5 separate regions of the Sus scrofa genome follow, and all the other regions are linked to region 4. Evidence: chromatin contacts called from public HiChIP or PLAC-seq data. All regions are on one chromosome and are shown on one strand. Each heading gives the region's core, a stretch centred on a gene start, on an enhancer-like site or on the middle of the called end of the contact. The rest is flanking DNA. Distances are from core to core; before and after follow the strand shown.

Region 1 (2,700 bases), core at 176-2,675, 180 kb before region 4:
TTTTTTACTGAAGGAGGCACTGCAGAAACAAATGTTTGAACTGTTTTTAAAAAATATTTGAGCCCAAATAAAATAATACTATTCTTTAAAGTAGATTAAGAGGCCCCAAACACGATTTAAACAAAGAAAAACACCCCATCGACTAGCTGCACAAATAGCCTGCCAAGCGATTTCAAACTAGTTCTAAATCGGTTAATAAAAAAAGGGGTTCTAAATCAAATCAACTGGGCATGGGAGGAGGGAGGATCTTCCATGATTTCTAAATTCCAGGTACTCCAGTGATTAGGATGAGCTACAAGGTTTTACTTATGCTTCATTTCCAAAAACAAGAAAATACAACTTTTTAGTCAATGGAAAAAGAATACAAAATTCTCGCATTTTTCTTTTAACAGGATAAGTAAAAGGAAGTAATCACACAATAATGTGATCTATCAGGACTGGACATCTTATACCCAAAGAAGGTTTATTTTTCGAAAGTGGTGATTTAAGAACCGTACTCTCCATTTAAAATTAAATGGGCCAATGAAGAACTCTTAAGTTTAAAGTAACAACGTCAGCGACAGGGCTGGATTATGTTTCTCAGACTTCAAAATGACTGCATCGAAAGCCACTTCGGAAACAGAGCATCAATCAGAATTCGTAGTGCCAAAATCTTCTCTTAATTAAATCGAATTTTTACTCCCTTCCAGAAACACGTTATCTAGCTGCTAAGGAATAAACTAAAGTACACAGATGGAACACTAACGGAAATTATGCAACTGGAATCGCCTCCTAGCACTCAGGCAAAAAAGGAAAAAACTAAAAACAAAAACGCTACAAGACCGCTCGCCCCCCACGTTTCTATCCCTTACAGGCACCGCCTTTATGACCCAACACTTTTCACGGACGACTCCAGGTCCCACCGCGAACATATAAATGCCTAAGCCCTAACAAAATTCAATATAAATCACTAGACTAAGCTAAACTGCAGTCAGTTCGGTGGGCCAAAAAGAACACACAGCTGGGAAAGAGATGAGGAAAGTTCTGGAAAAAAAAGACACTCCCTGCGGCTCCCCACCCCCAACGACACCGCCTCACTTCCCCCTCCCTAAAGGAGGCAGCCATGATGGCGGGCGCAGAAGAAGGCCGCGGCGCCATTTTGTCCACACACAAGCTCGGACAACAGCTCTGGGAGCCCTTCATCCCTTCTTCGGACAGTAGCAGAGAAACATCCCTGACTTTAAACTCAGATTCGGCACCTACCGCCATAGTCCACAGTCCTGGCCGCTGGAGCGGCGCCTCCACTTGCCGCTTTCCACAGTACCGGCCGCCTAGACGATTCGCCACAGACTGAATCGCTCGAACGAGAGACCCGGATGGCACAAACGGGCTAAGGCCCGGCGCGTCGCACAGCCTGCTGGGAGGAAAAGGGGTGGTGATGAGTTTCTGTAGCAACGCTGTTCAACGGTGATTGGTTGTTCTTTTGAAGGGGGCGTGTAAGGCCAGGGATGGGGCGGGGCCAAGAACACACCCTAGAATGCAGTTTCCTGGTTCTCGGAACCGGTGGAATTTAGGGTGGGGCGACTTCCTATTTCGATTCTTAAGCAATCTTGGCCTCCGCTGGCTGCCGTAAAAGGGGTTGGGCTTGGTGATCTCCCGCCAATTTAAACCTGTGGGATGGGCCCTGACGCGTCTAGGAGCCGCTGTGGGTGTCCGAAGAGGGGCTGTAAACTTGACTGTTCTTTAGTTTCTTCAATTGCGGGTGAGGAGGGGGAACCGCGCTGTTGTAGCTTGCGGGGGGTGGGCTTATGTTGAAGTAGCAGAGGCCTCAGCTCAGTCCGGGGTGTTTTCCCCACTAGACGCTGGCGGGAGAGAGATTGGGTTCTTGCTGGCCCCGGTGTCCAGCTGAGAGCATTTACGGCCTGAAGGCCTTGCTGAAACTGTTTTTGCCTAATTCGTTCATCTTTTCACCCGGCAGCCAGTGTAATCTCAAATCGTTAATAAAATCACGTTCCTGGTCATCTTTCCCTCCCTAGCACTGAGGATTTAACCCAGTCTTGAGATTGGGGATTCACTTAGCTCCACCTATCTAGTTCCCGCACTTTTCCATTCTTGCTCAGGCCTGGCAGCCGCCCCAAACTCAGTCCATCCTCTGAGCCTTTGCACCGGGCCTGCATCTTTGTTCCCCCTGAGCTTTGCATAGTTGACTTCTTGGTATTAGGGTCTCTGCCCACATGTCTACAGTTGCCAAACAGGTCCTTCTTAGGCGTTCCTCCCCCCCTTCTTTTGTACACTCTTTGTAATTATGCAGTATAATAGTTAACAGCTGGTGTGAATTTGAGTCTACAAATTCGCAGATGAGTATAGCTACATCATCAATTCGCTTTAGGTGACCTTGGCCATTTACTTAGTCCCTGACTCATGTTTCTCAGCTGTAAAGTGGGTTGTTGTGTAGATTAAAAGAGTGATTCATTCACTCTTCATTGCCTACTCAATACCGCAGTATATTTTATTTTTGTATGTCCTTCCTGTGAGAATATAAATTTCATACTGTATTCTCAGCTCCTAGAACAGTGACTGGTATGTATTAGGCATTCAATAAACAGTTGTTGAAAGAGTTGAGTGTGACAGACCTGGGAGGCTGACACTATTTAACTATTTTTACAGAGATAGGACACTGAGACCCATGAAAATTTTCACTCCAACCTTTCCTTCCCATCT
Region 2 (2,700 bases), core at 35-2,534, 180 kb after region 4:
GGCTTGTTAGAACCAGAGGCTGAGATGGGGATTCCTGTGCAAGTGGTTTAAGGAGGGAATACTCTCAGAAGAAGGGGAACCAGGATAGGGCAGAAGCAGCTGGGCCAAATGTGGTTTCAAGAAGGATCCAGCTTCAGCCCAATCTTATAGGCTCTTTGCAGCATGAATGGTACCACAGTTTGCCCCCAACATCAGTTAACTGGCTTTAAGGTATTTCAGGGTAGGGAGGGGGTGAGTAACTTCCCAGACATCCATCTCCAGTGGCCAAGGGAGTCGTCCAGAGAAGGGCACAGGTGTGAGGTGTCAGCAGCAAATACCACGGCTTGGGGCGAGTACACCTGTCTACAAAGAGGATTTGGGCCAGCCACCTAAGGCATCTTCTGGATGGTACAGAGGGGTTACTGCAGAGGGATTAAAAGCAGGGACTCTGGAGCCAGACTGCCTGGGTTCTAATTCTGATTCGATCACTTCCACCTGTGACTGTGGGTAAGCCGTGTGACCTCTCTGTGCTTTACTTTCCTCACCTGGTGAGTATGGCCTAGAGTTGTTCTGGGGCCTCATGTTTATAAAGTGATTTTTAACAGCCCTGTGTCTGCTGCTATCATCACTACTGAAGAGTTTGCAACTTGGCCCCAAGACTGGATGAGGCATGTAGCTATGTTGAAATCTTGAGTTCTGACTTCTTAAGGGAGTGGGAAGATCTGGGAACACCAGGCCCCAATCCGTACTGCAGAAATCAGCAGGGTCTCAGCTGTCCCCACTCTAGACAGGCCTGTGGTGCTCTTGATCACAGGGTCCCTTCCTCATTCACTGCCATGATCCCTCTGGTCCTTATGGACGTTTGAGTGCGATCTCTGTATTACTGGGTGGGGACGATGGAAAGACCAAAGCTCTGGAGCTCGCAGCGCGTTGCAGTGGACACATCCGAAGACAATCCAGAAAGGAAAAGCGGCGCGCAGTAGGGTCGCCTTCTTCCCTGGGGCGCCAGGGAGTCTGGGGGTGCTGCAGGCGCGCCGAAAGAACAGCGTTGGGAGAAGCACAGCTGCAGCAAAAGGCCTGCAAACTCCAGGACTGGCGCCAGGCTGGAGAGCAGGTCTCTCGTCTCGGAGCTCCACCTGTAGGCGGAAGCCTGGATGCCCAACTCGCCTCTCCCGTGGTGATCGCGCCAGGTTCCGTTTCTTGGGCTGCCACAGAAACGGAACCTGGGGCTTCAGAACTAAAGGCAACCGCGCCTCGCTTCGCAGCCGGACTGTCTCCCGAGCAGCACCCCCAGACCGGAAGTCACCCAGCAGCCACTTCCTTACTCTAAGGCGCGGTGCAGGGCAGGTGGTCCGGCCAAATGGACGGTTGAGGCGGGAGCGGAGCAGCTTCGGAGACTTTCTTTAAGGCGGCAAGGCTGCGGAGGGCGCGGGGTGGAGGGTAGGAGTACGCGGAAAGGAATAAAGAACTCACCTGGCAGCTGAGGAACACTGCCGTTCCTAGGGCTCCTGAACTGGATCGCGCAGGCGTGGAGCGTCCGGGCGGGGGCGGGCCCTTAAAGAGGCCGCTGCGGAGAATCCAGGAGCCCGCCGAGAATCTGGGATACCTGGGGGCGAGGGGCGGGTGCGGGTTGTGCGATTGCATAGATCCCCTCATATCCCTGCCCCGGGTGGTGACGGGTATCGATCCCTAGAGGACCAGGTTCTGAGTAGAGCCGCTCTTGGAACCCAGTCTGCGGACCGGCCCAGGGACCCCCAGTTTAAGCGCGTCTCCCCGCCTCCAGCCCACGGCGCTATGGCTCACGTCGGCTCTCGCAAGCGCTCGAGGAGTCGCAGCCGGTCCCGGGGCAGAGGGTCGGAAAAGAAAAGGAAGAAGAGCAGTAAGGACGCTCCCAGGAGCTGCTCGGCTTCTAGATCCCAAAGCCGCAAAGCCAGCACTACCTCCTCTGGGGCGGAGGGTGAGAACCAGAGGGAATGGGAAAGGGGTGAGGGAACTTCATGGAGGAAGTTGCAGGCAGCTGGGCGGGCTTTTCCGGACTGGCTTTGGGAAAATTGCAGAGAGCACTATTCAAAGGAGGACCCAGAGTGTAGATCCTGGGTATCTGGATTGAAGGATGCTCAGAATCCAGCGGCTGGACCAGCCCATTGAATACTGAGTGAAAGGAGCACTTAATCATATCTTTGGTGCAGCTGGGCGGGAGATGTGGGGGCTGGTTGCCCTGCTCCTGGGTGGTCAGTGACTTGGCAGCCCAGAAAGTGCCTCTCCACAGGGTGCTGATCCCTTTTCTGGAAAGCCCTGCCCGAGGGCTTCATGCCTCTGGGGTCAGCCTGAGCCTGCTACAGGCCAGAGCAAGGGGACGAAGGTTTACTTCTTCCCCTCCTGGCCTTCCAGCCTCACCTTCTCCATGCATCACAGAGAGAAGCAAGCACAAGGCCCGGAGGAGACCACGATCCAGCTCTTCCTCCTCTTCTTCCAGTTCTTCTAGCTCCTCTTCCTCCTCGTCCTCCTCCTCTTCCTCCAGCGATGGCCGGAAGAAGCGGGGGAAGCACAAGGACAAGAAGAGGAAGAAGAAGAAGAAAAGGAAGAAGAAGCTGAAGAAGAGAAGCAAGGAAAAGGCCAAGGTGCAGCAAGCTGAGGCTCTGCCTGGACCTTCGCTGGACCAGTGGCACAGAGCAGCCGAGGAGGAAGAGGATGGCCCAGGTACTGTGCTGCCTGGAGTGT
Region 3 (2,700 bases), core at 179-2,678, 200 kb before region 4:
TGAAGATCATAAACTTCAACTACTAATCTTACTTTTGGTATCAATGTTAGGAAAGTTAAAAGACAAATATTTTGAGGATGACACACTTGCTGACCTGCTTTGTTGCAGGGCTAGGTAACAGGACCTAAAAACTAAAACATCATTTTCATCCTTTTAAACGTGATCTTTCTAAGGCAGGTTCATGCAGTTCAAAAGAGACTAACAGACAACCAAAAACGTTATTCAGACAACGGTGTCCTGTCAGAAGTTAAACAGCCACTCACTAAAGATAATTGTCCAAGTCAGCAGCATCATGATTATTCAAATAAAGTACATGCAGCATAAGACACTGTTAAGGACCTAATAAGCTAGGATGGACTCTGTAAAGATCACTGTAAAATCCTTTCAACTTTCCTGTATTTTGAAATTTCTCATAATAAAATGTTGAGGAAAAAGGCATTATAAAAAATGACCTCTTAAACCTTAAAAGATGATTTACCAACCGCTTTCAGGGATCTTTCCATTAGCAAAACTACCTGAACCAAAGTTATCTGTATGAATAGTAAAACAAAACAAAAACCCTCTAAGAATGTGAAAAAACAGTCACACATCTTGCTAGAAAGGCTGTAAACTAAAGACAAACGGAAACTGATTTGGCGCGTCTTCTCTAAACCTTTGCAATACATCTTCACCACGGAAGCTATTTTAAAGTGGAAGAACTTTAAAATGAATCCTCAATGTTCTTCAAGCAATTAACCATTTTTCTTTCCGCGCTTCGAACCCTTAAGGGCCCCGACTCTACATCCCAGGACCCCTCACTTCTGCCCCACTGGAAAGACAGATCTGCGCCAAAGTCTAAACAGCCGGTATCTCCTAACTATAACACGGCTTCATCAACTTTAGCTGGGCTGCAGAAAATGAAGTCGGGTAGTGATTCCAAAGAGAGGAAGACAAGTGGTGAAGAGCCTACAATTTAACAGTTGAAACTGTCCGAAATAACCCTAAAATCCGGCCCCGGAATTGGGGGGGGGGGGCGGGAGGCGCGAATCAAGTCCAGGAGACGCATCCCACTAAGGGAGAGGTCCCGCGCCGAGGCCTGGGGGACAGTTTACGCAATCTGAACCCTAGATTCTCAGCCTGAGTTCTGGCCCTGGTGGAATTTCCGCCCGCGCTCTTCCCGGCACCGCACCCACCACACGCCCGGGTGACACGGCCCAGCGAGGGGAAGGATATTCTCGGCGCGGAGCTGCTCGACGGTTTCCTCGCACTGCCGAAGCCGTTCCCGGAGCTCCGCGTCGCCGACTCCATTCTCATCCTCCTCGTCGCCGTCGTCTTCCTTGAAGCGGGTGTGAACGGGCTTCGGAATCGACTCCTCGGCGTGGTCAAACGCCTCGAACAGCTCTAGATCGCCAAAATCCACCTCCGCCGCCATTTTGGGCTGTGGGAAAAGACACGAGAAGAGGCGGAGCTGGCCACCCGGCCGGCGGCCAAGGTTGTTGGGCGGCACCGCTCTCCCGGCTCCGGCCGATCTAAGCCACCCAGTAGGGTTTCCTCCTAAACGTAGGCCGCCGGAGCTGCACAAGGGGCGGGCCAGTCCTGTGAGACTACAACTCCCAGAATGCAACGGCGTTTCCTCAGACCCACCTCTGAGATTGCTCCGAAGCATGGCATGCTGGGACATGTGGTTTCTAAGCGACTGTTAACTCATTGTTTGCACTGCATACTGGGATTGGTCCTTTTAAAACGTGAAGAAAGCCCAACTAGATCAAAATGTTACGAGTTGTCCCTGTTATGTATCTAAGGCTGAAAAAAATCAGAGCACGATGCATGGTTTATCACATGTTGTGGTTGCGTGCCAAACTAGAGAATAAGGAACTCCAGCTTTGCCATAGGATACATTTGTAATCTTGGAGAAGCTACTTCAGTTGGTTGGTTTTTTTTTTTTTTTTTTTTTTTTTTTTTCCATGAAGCTCAAGCTTTAGGTTACTTTAGCTTTGTCTGTTGTGGCTTTTGGTGGTTTCTCCTTCAATCACCCATTCATTCAGTAACATTTATTTACCACATTCAGTGTGCCAGGTACTGTTCTAGGAGCTGAGAATGCAAGAGTGAGCAAAATAGGGAGTTCCTCTTGTGGCTCAACAGTAACGAACCCGACTAGCATCCATGAGAATGAGAATGAAAGGTTTGGTCCCTGGCCTTGCTCAGTGGATTAAAGATCCGGCATTTCTGTGGCTGTGGTATAGGCGGCTACAGCCCCAATTCAACTCCTAACCTGGGAATTTCATATGCTGTTAAGTGTGGCCCTAAAAAGAAAAAAAAAAAAAAAAAAAAAAAGGAAAAAAATTCCGTATGAAAAGGCAGAGTGGAGCAAGAGGAGGCCCGGGGTGGAACGTTAATTAGGCCAGTACTCAGAGACCATATTAGGCATATTCATTCTTCCCATCCCCAAATTGGTAAGCATTTTAAACAGGTGGTGTGTCTGTGAGCTACAAATTTACATTTTGATAGGATGGTCCTGATTGCATGGTAGGAAAAGAATTGGTGGCAGTCTAGGAGACAGATGGAATAGATTTTTGTAATAAAATCAACAAATGTTAGATTAGGTAGTGGCAAGTGGTGGAGAGTTGGTATTTAATAGAGGATATTTGAAAAATAAAGAACAGAGATAACTCAAGGGTTATGGGGAAGGAGAGGAAAGGGTTGTGAATTATTTGCCAGGAT
Region 4 (2,700 bases), core at 100-2,599:
GCCATAGCCACAGCAACACAGGATCTGAGCTGCATCTGGGACGTACACCACAGCTCACAACAATGCCAGATCCTTAACGCACTAAGCAGGGCCAGGGACTGAACCTGCATCCTCATGGATATTAGTTGGTTTCATTATTGCTGAGCCACGACAGGAACTCAGAGCATTTGCTTTCTCGATTAAGTTCGAAGGCACTGTCTTGTCCATTCTCAACATGACCTTGTCCTAAGGATGCAAGTGTCATCCAAATCAGTAAAGCTTCACAGTAAGAAATTCAAATTTTATTTTTTCATTTTCGGATCGTCTTTTATAAACAAAAGGGCGTGTCTTGCTAATTTACAGTCAACCAGAAAGTAAAGGTGAAATACTATTAAGACTGTGTTTGGTGATCTGTCTTGACAGGAATGCCATCTTACAAGTTAAGCAGCAGTGGGTGGACAATCAGAGGTTAAATATAAGCTTTTTTCATTTTTCGGCTGTGCTCTCTGGCATGCGGTGGTTCCCAGGCTGGGATCTAACCCTCACCACCAGGGAACTCCAATTTTTTTTTTTTGTGTGTGTGTGTGTCTTTTTGTCTTTTTGCTATTTCTTGGGCCACTCCTGAGGCAAATGGAGGGTCCCAGGCGAGGGGTTGAATTGGAGCTGTAGCCGCTGGCCTAAGCCAGAGCCACAGCAACGTAGGATCTGAGCCATGTCTGCAACCTATACTACAGCTCATGACAATGCTGGATCCTTAATCCACTGAGTGAGGTCAGGGATCGAACCCACAACTTCATGGTTCCTAGTCGGATTCGTTAACCACTGAGCCACGACAGGAACTCCTGTTTTTGGGGTTTTTTAGGGCCGCTGCTCCTGGGGCATATGGAGGTTCCCACACTAGGGGTCAAATCAGAGCTGTAGCTGCTGGCCTACACCACAGCTCATGGCAACACTGGATCCTTAACCCATTGAGCAAGGCCAGGGATTGAAGCTGCGTCCTTATGGGTGCTAGTCAGATTCATTTCTGCAGAGCCACAGTGGAAACGCCTCCAATTATTTTTGTATAGTTCAATTCCTATTATAACATGAAGAATAAAATGTAGAAGAAAGGGTGAAAAAAGCTTAGTATCAGAGTTCTCCTCTGGCGCAGTGCGTTAAGGATCGTTGTCACTGTGCCAGCTTGGGTCGCTGCTGCAGCACAGGTTCAACCCCTGGTCCAGAACTTCCACATCCCTCACGCAGGGCCAAGAAGAAAAAAAAAGCTTAGTTTCAACCCAGAACAGTAAATGTTGTCACAACAAAGTGTCAAGTTTCTCATTGCAATTCAAGAGCTATATCAAGAGTCCAAAAAAATTGTTTTCTTTTTTCACCTGATTCTTAGCTTAGGCCTGTCTGCTAGGATGGTCAGCAGCTGACTATGAACTGCCAGGGCTGGCTTCTGCCTCCAGTCTCTTTGTTGCCTGAATGCCAGGGGTACACAGCAGCTAACGACCGTGTTCACAGTTTGGCAGGAGATCATGGAGCAGAAACAGCCATTCGTTGCTTTATCATTCCCTGGGTGATGGTTCTTTGCAGGCGGTGGGTAATGGCTTTTACATCGTCAGATATGCCTTTCAAGAGCCCCCAGGTCCGGATTTGGAAGAACAAAATGCCCGGGTAGGAGCTGGCTTCCCGCGGGATCGCGCAACCGGCCACCGGGTGTCGCGAGAACCGGGGCGGCCCCTCAGCGACCCTATAGGCCGGGAGGCCGGGCACGCTCCGCGGGGCTGGCGGTTTAGGCGGGCTTGCTTGGGCCAGCGAGGGCGCGGGGCTCCAGCGCTCGGGGCTGGCCCCCGCCGCTCCGGGCAGGCGCGCCTATGGCGTTTCTAAGGTGACGCTGCGCACACTGACTCTCCGGGGGCGGAGGAAACACCTATGAACCCTTCGGCCTCCTTCCTGGCCGGGCGCCAGGTGAGCGGCCGCCGCTTGGCGCCTCCCTCCCGCCGCGGGCGGACTCGCCGTTTCCGCCGGCGGGTCGGTGGGAAGCGGAGGGCAGATCTCGGGGACAACGTGTGTCTGGGCCGAACGTGGCTGGTTTTTCGGGAACCGTTTCTGCTTAAAACAATACTCGGGATGTAGAGGGAAGAGGGAGCGTCACATCCGTTTCCTTTAATAAAATCTTGTTTTTCAGCCCAGGCGCAAAGTCGAGTGGCGAGCATTAGGTGCTGCTCACTTTTTAAGGGTAACAGTGGGCATTTGTAGATCTGCCTTTATATACGCCTTCTCGCTTCCTGTCCTTAACGTTGCTTAACAGCAGCCTGCTAGTGGAGCGGCACTCTTATAATCCATTTTACTAAAAAGTCTTGAAAATAAACTTGTCTGACATTTGCATTTACCGGTATTGGTTGAGTTGAACGGGATGTGTACACTTGGCCTGTTGCTTGTGTTGCTCGACTAGAATACGTGCTCCTTGCCGGTGAGCTCAGTGCTGTATCCCCAAAATGGCGCTAAATGTTGAAGGAATGAATAAGTGAGTGAATGACTTACCAAAGACTGGAATTCAAGTTTGTGGACTTGGAATCCCTTGACTCCAAATTCCATTTTCTCTGTTTAGTAAGTAACTGAAATTCACTCGTCATTTTTATTTATTTGCAATTCTTTATTTTTCCAGAAAGCAGTAGTGATGTACATGGGCTCCTGGTGAACTTTAAATTACTGTTTGTAAGGTAGATTTTTTTATTT
Region 5 (2,700 bases), core at 174-2,673, 150 kb after region 4:
TCAGGCAGGACCAGAGGCCCAAGCCAGCCTCTCCAGGGGTTCCCAGCCTGAACTGGATGGCAGGAAAAGTCAGCAGGACTGAGAGCACCGATGTCCCCATTTAAATCCTCAGCGAGGGCAAGCCCACCTGGCTGGGCCTGGCCCCAGGTCACCCCAGGCCCTGGGAGGACCCACCTGTGCGATTCTCATCAAAGAAGCTTGTTTCCTGAGACACCAGCGAGCGGAAGAGACGGTTGCGAAGGCGAATGTTCAGTCTGGCAAATATGAGGGTAAAAATGCCGCCCCGAATACCTGCGGCAAATGAGCTAATTGCAGATAAGAGATGTTATGTATAGCTCGACGTCCTTCCGACAGCCAACCTCCACCCCTGCCGCCCCTCCCGCTGCTGAGGGCCCTCGCGGGGCAGAGACCAGCGGGACCCCAACCTCGAGCCCACTCTCCAGGGCTGGCACCACTGCGGGGTCTCCCTGTTCCCAACAGGAGCCCCCAAGGTGAGGGCACAGAGGGGACTGAGTTTACTGCGGGCGAGGGACCCAGCTTTGCCATCCAGACCCCTCTCCTTCCAGAACAGCGTAGACAAGGCTGGCCCTTGTTTCCTGCTTGGAAAACAGCCCAAGGGGTGGGCGGTGTGAAAGGGGAACCCCGAAAACAGAAGCCATTCTTCGGGACAAGAGGGTATGGTTCAATCAGATGGATGGGACTAAGCCAGTTGGGTTGTTGGTCACCATAGGGAGAAGCGGAGGGGCGGGACCCTTGGGGACATTTCTTGGGCCTCCCCAGCCCAATTTCCTCCCAGGGGCTGGTCCTGACCTCCCTCCCTCCCTCCTGCAGGCGTGGGGTGGAGAGCCAGCTACCTGCCGATGGCCAGTGCACACATGACAATGACCGCCGTGCTGAACTGCTCCATGCTCTTCTGGATGACGATGCCGTCGATGGCCCGGCCGGTGTAGTAGGGGAGGAAGGTCTCTCCTGCCGGCAGACGGGTGGGCTCAGGGGGTGCCTGCAGCCAGGGGTGCCTGGGTCCTTCCTCCTGAGCCCCTGGAAGCTCCCACACTGCTTACCCCACCCATGGGGTTTCCTCTCTTGGCAAAGTCCCACTTCTCAGCATGGCAGGAGGCTGGGGAGGGGCCCCACTGTCTAATGGCCCTTTTCAGAGAACAGGAACGCAGGAACAGGGGTTATCCAATCTTTATAGAGTACGTTGTGTTATGAGTAACAATGGCTACAGGGATGGAGCACACAGAGCCAAGGGGCTCCCGTGCGATTGTTCGCTCCCTCTGCGTGTGGACTCGGAACTTGGCCCTGTCATCGCCCATCTTACACATGAGGAAAGGGAGGCCAAAAAGATGAGCTAATGCTCACCCAGCCACTCAGCCAATTGGTGGCTGACAGATGCCAAAGTTCACTTCCTTATTTTCTTTGCCTGAGGGTTCAGAGTGCAAATTCTTAGAACCTCAGAAGATAAGGGTCATTCTCCTTCCAAGCGATGCTGGAAATTGGCACCCAACTCCTCTTGGTGGAGCTATTTGCCAGAAAATGTCTTACCCTTATGTCCTGCTGTCTCTTCACAACTATCCTCAGTAGTTGTGGATAGAGGGGAGTTAAGCAGGGATGTCATCCCATTTCATAGACGTGAATGCGAAACTCAGAGAGGCCGAGTAATTTGCCCAAGGTCACACAGAAATTAAGAGGAAGGGCCAGGACTCAAACCCAAACCAGCATCCAATCTGGGAGCTCATTCCTTATGTCTTCCCTCCCAGTAATCCAAAATGAACACCCACTCTCATCTTATGGAAATGATGGATACGGAATGGAGGCTGGTCAGACCAGGTTGTGTCCCATTTTCAGTGCAGCTCTTTCAGCAGGTATAGCCTGGCTCAGGGCTGAGTATACAGGAGGTGCTCAATAAAAGTCATTGAATAAACCCTGGGCATCTGGCTGGTGCCTTCCTGGTCAGCCCTGCAGGGCTGGCTCAGCCAGGACAGGAAGACCTTCAATGGGGTTCTGGTGCCCTCTGCTGGTCACAGTGCAAGGACCACAAGGTGGCAGCCTAGAGAGTCTCTTCTTTTCCTGCCCCATCCCTGGACACATGAGGTCTTCAGCCACCGCTGTGAAGTTCTCCCTCAGCTGAATTTCTGCCTCAGTTTACCCACAGGGAAGCACTGGGCATCAGCGAGCTCCAGACTCATTCTGATTCCAGCAAGGTCCAATGATGATATTAACCTCAACAGAGGTTTATGGAGCCCTCGCTGGGTGGGGTGCTGTGATAAGCACGTGTGCAAACTCTTGTTGCATCGGCACAAGAACCACATGAACTCTCCAGTCCATCAGCAAATCCTGCAGCTCCACCTTCAAAATATTTCCAGAAGTTGCTGCCTCTACTGCCGCACCTGAATTCGTCTATCTCCTTGGGATTATCTAAGCCAATTGCTGGGTCTCCCTGCTGCCGCCTTTGTCCCCATCAGCCTGGTTTTCCACTCAGCAGACAGCAGAAGCCTATGAAACCCAAGCTGGCGTTTGTCAGCCCTCTATTCAAACAGTCCAGTGGCTCCCATATCATCCAGGATCAAAGTCAAAGTCCTTACAGTGGCCAACAGCGCCCTGTGCAGTCTGGTCCCTGCTAGTGATCTGTCTCACCTTCCACTCCCCCCCTCCCCCGCGCACACACACACACACATTCTGCTTGAGCTACACTGGCCT

What was found. HiChIP or PLAC-seq counts read pairs in DNA pulled down with a chosen protein or histone mark.
Region 1: a contact with region 4 is called in an H3K27ac HiChIP or PLAC-seq map of alveolar macrophages. The contact joins the promoter of RSRC2 here to the promoter of CCDC62 in region 4. A contact is called at or near these places in 1 of 47 Hi-C or Micro-C datasets (embryonic fibroblasts) and 2 of 2 datasets of contacts at active chromatin or transcription factors (alveolar macrophages and skeletal muscle).
Region 2: a contact with region 4 is called in an H3K27ac HiChIP or PLAC-seq map of alveolar macrophages. The contact joins the promoter of ARL6IP4 here to the promoter of CCDC62 in region 4. A contact is called at or near these places in 2 of 2 datasets of contacts at active chromatin or transcription factors (alveolar macrophages and skeletal muscle).
Region 3: an H3K27ac HiChIP or PLAC-seq map of alveolar macrophages shows a contact between it and region 4. The contact joins the promoter of ZCCHC8 here to the promoter of CCDC62 in region 4. A contact is called at or near these places in 1 of 5 promoter capture datasets (liver), 3 of 47 Hi-C or Micro-C datasets (embryonic fibroblasts, epiblast stem cells and skeletal muscle) and 2 of 2 datasets of contacts at active chromatin or transcription factors (alveolar macrophages and skeletal muscle).
Region 5: a contact with region 4 is called in an H3K27ac HiChIP or PLAC-seq map of alveolar macrophages. The contact joins the enhancer-like site here to the promoter of CCDC62 in region 4. A contact is called at or near these places in 1 of 5 promoter capture datasets (liver), 17 of 47 Hi-C or Micro-C datasets (blood, embryonic fibroblasts, mesenchymal stem cells and 6 more) and 1 of 2 datasets of contacts at active chromatin or transcription factors (alveolar macrophages).

The regions. Positions count from the first base shown.
Region 1 is chr14:30,240,788-30,243,487 of Sscrofa11.1, reverse strand. RSRC2 (arginine/serine-rich coiled-coil protein 2) reads right to left here and starts at 1,425. Exons shown (of 10, transcript XM_013982805.2): 1 at 1,243-1,425. The coding sequence starts at 1,248. KNTC1 (kinetochore-associated protein 1) reads left to right here and starts at 1,500. Exons shown (of 65, transcript XR_002338925.1): 1 at 1,500-1,741.
Region 2 is chr14:29,887,054-29,889,753 of Sscrofa11.1, reverse strand. ARL6IP4 (ADP ribosylation factor like GTPase 6 interacting protein 4) reads left to right here and starts at 1,284. Exons shown (of 5, transcript NR_033706.1): 1 at 1,284-1,936; 2 at 2,456-2,679.
Region 3 is chr14:30,263,251-30,265,950 of Sscrofa11.1, reverse strand. ZCCHC8 (zinc finger CCHC-type containing 8) reads right to left here and starts at 1,428. Exons shown (of 15, transcript NM_001190154.1): 1 at 1,213-1,428. The coding sequence starts at 1,411.
Region 4 is chr14:30,065,287-30,067,986 of Sscrofa11.1, reverse strand. It overlaps CCDC62 (coiled-coil domain-containing protein 62), which reads left to right and starts at 1,349. Exons shown (of 13, transcript XM_021074080.1): 1 at 1,349-1,929; 2 at 2,417-2,571.
Region 5 is chr14:29,913,939-29,916,638 of Sscrofa11.1, reverse strand. It overlaps ABCB9 (ATP-binding cassette sub-family B member 9), which reads right to left. Exons shown (of 14, transcript XM_021074072.1): 4 at 855-969; 5 at 175-305. It overlaps LOC106505925 (a long non-coding RNA gene), which reads left to right. Exons shown (of 4, transcript XR_002338921.1): 4 at 567-824. Among named protein-coding and RNA genes, the nearest start is that of ABCB9, 20 kb to the right of the region's middle. Within about 2 kb of position 1,423, at least 16 of the 83 cell types and tissues checked have an H3K27ac peak or open chromatin away from gene starts, as enhancers often do. A contact at or near this core is called in alveolar macrophages and retroperitoneal adipose tissue, where this site is marked.